Linked DNA regions of Rattus norvegicus: region 1 is linked to region 2. The links are chromatin contacts, called in public Hi-C maps. All regions are on one chromosome and are shown on one strand. The core of a region is the stretch at or near the end of the contact, and the rest is flanking DNA. Distances in the headings are between cores, read along the strand shown. Region 1 has its middle 57 kb from the start of Itga11. Region 2 has its middle 27 kb from the start of Coro2b.

Region 1 (3,719 bases), core at 185-2,684, 45 kb before region 2:
TATATACTCACTGCCACTCTGGGCTTCTTGCTTTTTCCTCTGCCCAGACTTAATTCTGGCAAAACGTTTCTCCAGCACACTGCTCCTTCCTGAGTTGACCACATCCTCCAGGCGCTGCTTCTTCTCCTAGACCCGTCTTAAATTTGCCCCTGACTTTCCAGGCATGTGCTTTCTACTTGGGCCTCCAGGGACCTAGTTCCTGAACCCCAAACTCTGGATCTCCTCATAGGAATGCCTGCCTCAAGCAGGGCCCATGCAAGGGTGGAGGGGAGTGTCGGGGAAGGATGAGGACTTGGGAGTGTCTCAAATCTCCTCCAAGACAGTAGGAGGTGGGGGTGACTTGAGGTTTGTGTTGGCCACATACAGAGATGGTGTGGGTCAACCATTTCTCTTCCCTTGCCTGGAGATTCTCAGGCAGCCAAGAACATAAGATGAACTACATTCTGGCCATGGGGTCCCTGCAGTCTTGGTGAGGAGGGCAGGAACATCTGGGAACTTCCAGACACTTCTCAGTTGGTCTGAATGGGTTTTGGAAGCAGGCCCCTCAGCTCCCTCACTTCCTGTTATCAGGCCAGGGAGAGCCTGGGAATCCTCAAGTGCCTTCTTTACTTCAGAATGGTCGATGCGCCTGGGCTTGGGAGACAGAGACTGCCCAGGCATATGCAGGGCTGGAGGCCTCCTCTACCCAGCCTGGCCTAGCACTGTGATGCCTTGGACCCCTGTTGGTCCCTATTGTGGAACTCAGCTGCTTCCAACTTGAACTTGCTGCTCTCCGAAGGCTCCTCAACCCCAGAAGTACGAAAGCCCTTCTTTCAGCCCTATCCAACTTCTTTCACTGTGAGTTAGAGGTCAGAACACCATCACTTGGACCCTCCCCAAATTCCGTAGGACTCTGCTCTCTGGGAAACCCTCTGTCTCAGGCATCTGCAGGGGAACCAGCCTGCACCAGGTCTGTAAATGCTGGCTGTGTTCAGGGAAGAGACCTAGGGAAGGCTTCAGGGCTGAGGGTGTAATTGTTTTCCCTCCTGGGCTATGTGGGGCAGGAGACCAATAATGCTGCAACAGGCAGTGCAGCCCACCCAGGCAGCATGGAGAGCCCAGAGCACAAAGGGAGGCAGTATTGGAGCATGCCCAGGCTGAGGGCACACTGTGAACATTTGCATCTTAGAGGTAGTCGACCACTCCTTGGAGCTCCGAGACCTCTCTCCACATTTCTGGTCTCTTCTCTCCCACCGTCTCTTCCTCTTTCCACTTCTCCTCATTGGCTGTCTGGACAAATGGACTCACATCCCTCACCCCCTCACCCCTGCATAAACGTCTCTACCTCAGCTACCCAAGACCCGAGCTAAGTGCTGCCTCTTCCTTAAAGCCCATCCTACCTTCCAGCCAGAATTGAACAATTTCCCCATGTGTTTCTGATGACACATCTGCAAATTTTGTTAGAATGAGTCACAGGCTATCAGACTTTGGAACTTACTGTATGTATCTATTATGCCTGGGCATCTCTCTCCTTCCCACATCCAGCAAAATCCAGAATTTTATAACCATTTATTGAGTGTTTACTATGTGCCTAGCAAGGCCTAGGCACTCATATAACCTCCTAAACCCCTTCAGGCCAAGCAGAGAAGGCCCGGAGGCTTCCATATGCTCCCACCTCCTCACTAAAACAGCAGTAGGAGCTCTCTTTGGCCCACAGAACCAGGCCATCCCATCCCATGCCCTTGGCCGCCTGAGAATCCCTCATGAGAGAAATGGAATCCCTCCTCACAACCCTATGGGGCAGGCTCTAAGGTCCAGTTTTACCAATGAGGAAGCTAAGACACAGAGATGTTTGGTAATCTTTTTGGAGTCACACAGCAAGTTGCAAAATATGGCGTCATCCTCGGGCAGCTTGGATCCACCGTCTGTGCCTTTTGCCCTATCTCAGTGTGGTTCTGAAGATAGGGGTCTGCCTTCTGGATTTGAATCAGGGCTTTATCTTCCTTGGGTTTGTCAGAGCCACCTAATGCTCAGGACCTGAGGTTCCCCCTGTGTGAAGCAGGTAACCATGGATACATGAGCTGCAGCATCGAAAGGAGTCTTCAGTGATGGTGTGTGCAGAAGAAGTCATAATCCAGAAAAGCTGAACTGGGAGTGGAGGTAGCCATTCCTCAAACTAACTCGGTGTTCACCAAGGATACCTGGCCCATAATAACCAGATGGGGGACACCAGTCTTTGAACCCCACAAAGACCCTTTCCACCTGTTTTTCTCAAACACATTTTTTGCTTCTGCTCTCTTCCAGCAGGAACTTTTGTTTATTTTTGTCTGCGTGAAGCTGGGGGGGGGGGGTCCTTTCCAGCCCTTGGCAGTTGCAGCCCCTCCCCCACCTCCTTTAGTCTCATCCCACCCCCTCCCCCTCCCAGCTACCCCACATCTGGCCTGCTTCTGCTGGAAACTTGGTCCCCCAGGGGAGCAGGGCAAGTGGCTGCTGCTGACCCAGCCAGCAAATTCCTGAAGTGTGAGCAGGTTGGTTTTCATCAAAAGATTTGAAAGCTCAGGATGGCCAGACACTTCTCCTTAGGGTAATGACATTTGCAGGCTCCGCAGCTTGGCTCCCGGCTACTGTGCCCTGTAGCTCTTTGCCTTCCAAAATAGTCCCAGAATTCCTGAGGTAGACTCCAGGAGGCCTTCGCCTCCCTCCCAGAAACTCTACTTGGGATCTAATCAGATGGGACAAAACCCAATTCTTATATATGAGGCATTCCTGGATGGGATGTCACTCCATTGGTAGAGTGGCCACTTGCCTAGCATGCAGGAAGGTTCAGTCTCCAGCTCTGTAAAACCTGGGCATGGTAAAAAGGCATCTGTAACCTCAACACTTGGGAGGTGGAAGCAGAATGGTCAGAAATCCAAGGTCACACTGGTGACTACATAGTGAGTTCAAGACCAGCTTCCAAGAGAACCTCTTTCAAGTAACACCATCAAAAACCAGCTGGACATCCCAACCAGGAGGCTGTAGGGATCCAACATTCCAGGGACCGCCAGCAACCCTCCACCTGCTGGCCTTTATAATGCTGTGCCCACAGAGCTCCTCCTGCCAAGTTGCTTAGCAGGGCCTGCTTCCTGGTGCCAGGAATGCTTAACTGTGTGTCGGTGTCTGTACCTAGGTGCCCAGAGATCTAGGTCCATGCTGTACCTGAGGATGCTTCCAGAAGACAACTTTTGAGTTAGTGGCTAGAAAAAGCAGGTAGGCTTCCTGTGATGGCTAACAGTGATTGCCAACATAGAATCACTTAGGAGACAAGGCTTTGGGCATGCCTGTGAGAGAGTGTCTAGACTGGGATGACTGAGATGGCAGACTTACCCTAACTGTGAAAAGCACCATTTCGTAGGCTGGGACATCAGACGGAGCTGAGCACATCATTCATCTCTTTTCTGTCGATATAATGTGGCCAGTTGTCTTGAGCTCCTGCCTCCATGATGGACCGTGACCTTAAACTGTGAGCTTAAGTTTTTGTTGTCATGGCAACAAAACTAAGATACCCTTGCAGTGTGGGCAGCATCTTCTAGCCCCAAGAGCAGAGGAGGAGAAAGTGTTAATGACTTTTTAATAAGTGTCACGGTTTTCCTCTTAACCCAGCTAGCTCCCAGATAATTAAGACTGGACTATTATATTTTTTAACAAGCTTTAAGGGCACAACAACTGAGCAGTATGACTCTGTTTTAATCCTCTGAGCT
Region 2 (3,246 bases), core at 18-2,517:
TGCGCAAACATCATGACCAGGAAGCAAGTTGGGGAGGAAAGGGTTTCTTCAGCTTACACTTCCACATTGCTGTTCATCACCAAAGGAAGTCAGGACTGGAACTCACACAGGGCAGGAAGCAGGAGCTGATGCAGAGGCCATGGAGGGATGTTTGTTACTGGCTTGCTCCCCCTGGTTTGCTCAGTTTGCTTTTTTATAGAACCCAATATACCAGCCCAGGGACTGCACCACCACAATGGACTGGGCCCTCCCCGCTTGATCACTAGTTGAGGAAATGCCTTACAGCTGGATCTCATGAAGGCATTTCCACAACTGAGACTCCTTTCTCTGTGATAACTCCAGTTTGTGTCAAGTTGACACACAAACCAGCCAGTACAGTAGCCAAGCTGTTCATCATCGAAGGAGGTGGAGCTAGGAACTCAAACAGGGCAGGAACCTGGAGGCAGAGGCCATGGAGGGGTGCTGCTTACTGGCTTGCTCCCCATGGCTTGCTCAGCTTTCTTATAGAACCCAGGACCACCATCCCTGGGATGGCTCCACCCACAGTGAGCTGGGCCCTCCCCCATCAATCACTAGTTAATAAAATGCCTTCCAGACCTGCCTATAGCCAGATCTTATGGAGTTGCTTTCTTAATTGGGTTCCCTCCTCTCAGATGACTTTAGCTTGTGTCAAATTGGCATAAAACTATCCAGCACGATGACCTTGATTTTCTTATTCTCCTGCGTCCACCTTGGAGTACTAAGATTATGAACATAGAGCACCACACCAGGGCTTCATGCATGCCAGGCAAGCATCCCTTCAACTGAGCTATGTATCCTTCTCCCCTCCCCCCAAACAGGGATTTTGTCTTAACCGGCTCTAATACCGCCTAAAGGTTTTAATATTTCCTTGTTATTTCTGCTCCCTTGTGACAGTCATTGATGACATGTGACCATTGGATGAAGCTCAGCAAACCAGGTATTAAATAAGAATCTCTCTGCCCAGGGGTTGGGGATTTAGCTCAGTAGTAGAGCGCTTGCCTAGGAAGCGCAAGGCTCTGGGTTCGGTCCCCAGCTCCAAAAAAAGAACCAAAAAAAAAAAAAGAATCTCCCTGCCCAGACCTCTCCAGGGGTGTCAGAATCTGCCATGGAACCAACAAGTGCTTATTGTCAACACAGTGCAGATACAGTGTCAGATTGGGCTGTGGAGATAACATAAGAAGACCCTGGAAGCCAGAAATCTCCACATAGCATCCAGCCAGCTTAGTCAGACACTGTACATTCCTAACACAGCTCCCACAGACTGGCTGTGTGACCTTGAGTGAGTCCCACCCCCAGTGTGGCCTTCAGCATGCTCACTTGGAAAGATTGATAATGTAGTGGAAATTTCCAGAACAGTGGTTGGCTCATCCTCTTTCTTTTGGCTGGTCAGTGTCTCTGTAACCTGGACCAGAGCCTGTGGCTGAGTCACAGTTGCTCTTAGCATCCTTCTTGGACTGCACAGGGTCAAAGCATTGTTTGTCTTAGTGTCTGAGCTCATTCCTGACATTGCAGACAGACAGCGAGGGCTGCTGCCCCCCTTACCCTATCTATATATTTCCTGTCCTTCCCCCTGCCCCCCCACTCCAGGGGCTTGTGGGAAAGACTTAAAAACACAAGTTGAAGGCCAGTGAGGGCACTTTCCCAAGGCAGAGTCCAGGATTCCCAGGAAGCCCTTTCTGCTCTCTTACCCAGGACCATCCTACATCACAAGTCTTGAATTAATCACCCTTTCCTGACCCTGGGAGCTCCTACAGAGGAAGGCAGACATTTCCCACCTGTCCTTCCTGACATGGTCTGTCCCTTCACGTCCTACACATCTTACCAACTGGGGCTTTAGCTGGGGCTCAGCCATCTTTATGCCAGCTTTTCCTAACCTATTGTATCCACAAAATATTCTCCCTCAAAAGTGTGCTCTCCGTCCGGAATATTCTCTTCCCTTCCTCCAGCTGTCTAAGGGGACTCTCGGGCACTGCAGCCTACTCCACTCCTTTCCTCAGGCTCTGCAGGCACACAATCCTACTCTGTAGTGGTTAAGAATGAAAATGCTGATGGCCCCTGTGGAATTCCCATCACATCTCTATCTCTCCCAAAAGTCTTTTTGTCTCTGTCTCTGTCTCTCCTCTCCCTCTCCCTCTGCCCCACCCCCACCATGGGCATATGTGTGTGTATGTGTGGGTGTGTGTGTGTATGGAGGTCAGAGGATAATAGTGGACATCAAGCCTCTACTTTGCTTGAGACAGGATCTCTCATTCACTGCTGTGCACATCAATGACTTTCTGGGAATTCTCCTGTCTCCACCTCCCACCTTGGAGTGTTCTGATTAAGAAGGTGTTCTACCAGGTCTCGTTGTACATGTTGTACATGTCTTCTCAGGCTTCAAATGCAGGCCCTTACTCTCCAAGTGACAAGAATTTTGCCCGCTGAGCCATCTCCAGAGCCCACAAGTGGCTTTAATCACAGTTACCTGATGTCCCCATCCATAGGAGAACACTGACAACTTCTTCCTCCAAAGATCACTGAGAGGAGTAACTGAGAGGCAAGAAATAACAACACACTGTGTGTGTGTGTGTGTGTGTGTGTGTGTGTGTGTGTGTGTGTGTGAGAGAGAGAGAGAGAGAGAGAGAGAGAGAGAGAGAGAGAGGAAGGGAGAGGGCAAGGGTGAGGATGAGGGAGAGAGAGAGGGAGAGGCAAGTGGGAGGGCTCACCACTGAATCTCTCCATCTGTCCTGACTGTACTGAGCCTCTCTCATTGCCAGGCTCTGAACTAGTACTGGAGCACACAACCTAGAACTCCATGCATGCCCTCAAGGAGACCTCTGCCAGCAAGGGAGAGAACAGGGCAAGCTGTCAAGCTGACGTTTAGACAGAGCTGTGTGCAGACAGCATGAACATGGGATTCACACCAGCCCGATCCAAACCTCTGTGAGGATAGGGACCCTCCCAGGCCCACCAGTTGAAGACCAATCACTCAAATACTTGAGCCTAAGGGGGATTTTACATTCAAATCAAAACAGTGCTATATCTGGACCGGATAAAGATCTTCTTCTTCCTGGGTCTCGCTCCAGGCTGTCTTCTCAATAACCCAGGATGTGGGCGGGGCCAGGAGCCTGGCTGTAATCTGCTTCCAGGGTGCCAGGAGGCCTAGCAAGGCCCAGCTTCATTCACAGGACACTGTGCCAGGGGCAACAGCCTGTCTTTTCTTTTGGAGGGAATATCTCAGAACAC

The links. A called contact is a pair of places that touch in the nucleus more often than the background predicts.
Region 1: a contact with region 2 is called in a Hi-C map of the A7r5 cell line, with 3 times the contacts expected there. The contact joins two enhancer-like sites. A contact is called at or near these places in 3 of 12 Hi-C or Micro-C datasets (the A7r5 cell line, the Rat2 cell line and Schwann cells).

The regions. Positions count from the first base shown.
Region 1 is chr8:71,982,591-71,986,309 of GRCr8, reverse strand. No RefSeq gene overlaps it. Among named protein-coding and RNA genes, the nearest start is that of Itga11, 57 kb to the left of the region's middle. Within about 2 kb of position 1,434, at least 6 of the 93 cell types and tissues checked have an H3K27ac peak or open chromatin away from gene starts, as enhancers often do. A contact at or near this core is called in the A7r5 cell line, where this site is marked.
Region 2 is chr8:71,937,977-71,941,222 of GRCr8, reverse strand. No RefSeq gene overlaps it. Among named protein-coding and RNA genes, the nearest start is that of Coro2b, 27 kb to the right of the region's middle. Within about 2 kb of position 1,267, at least 15 of the 93 cell types and tissues checked have an H3K27ac peak or open chromatin away from gene starts, as enhancers often do. A contact at or near this core is called in the A7r5 cell line, where this site is marked.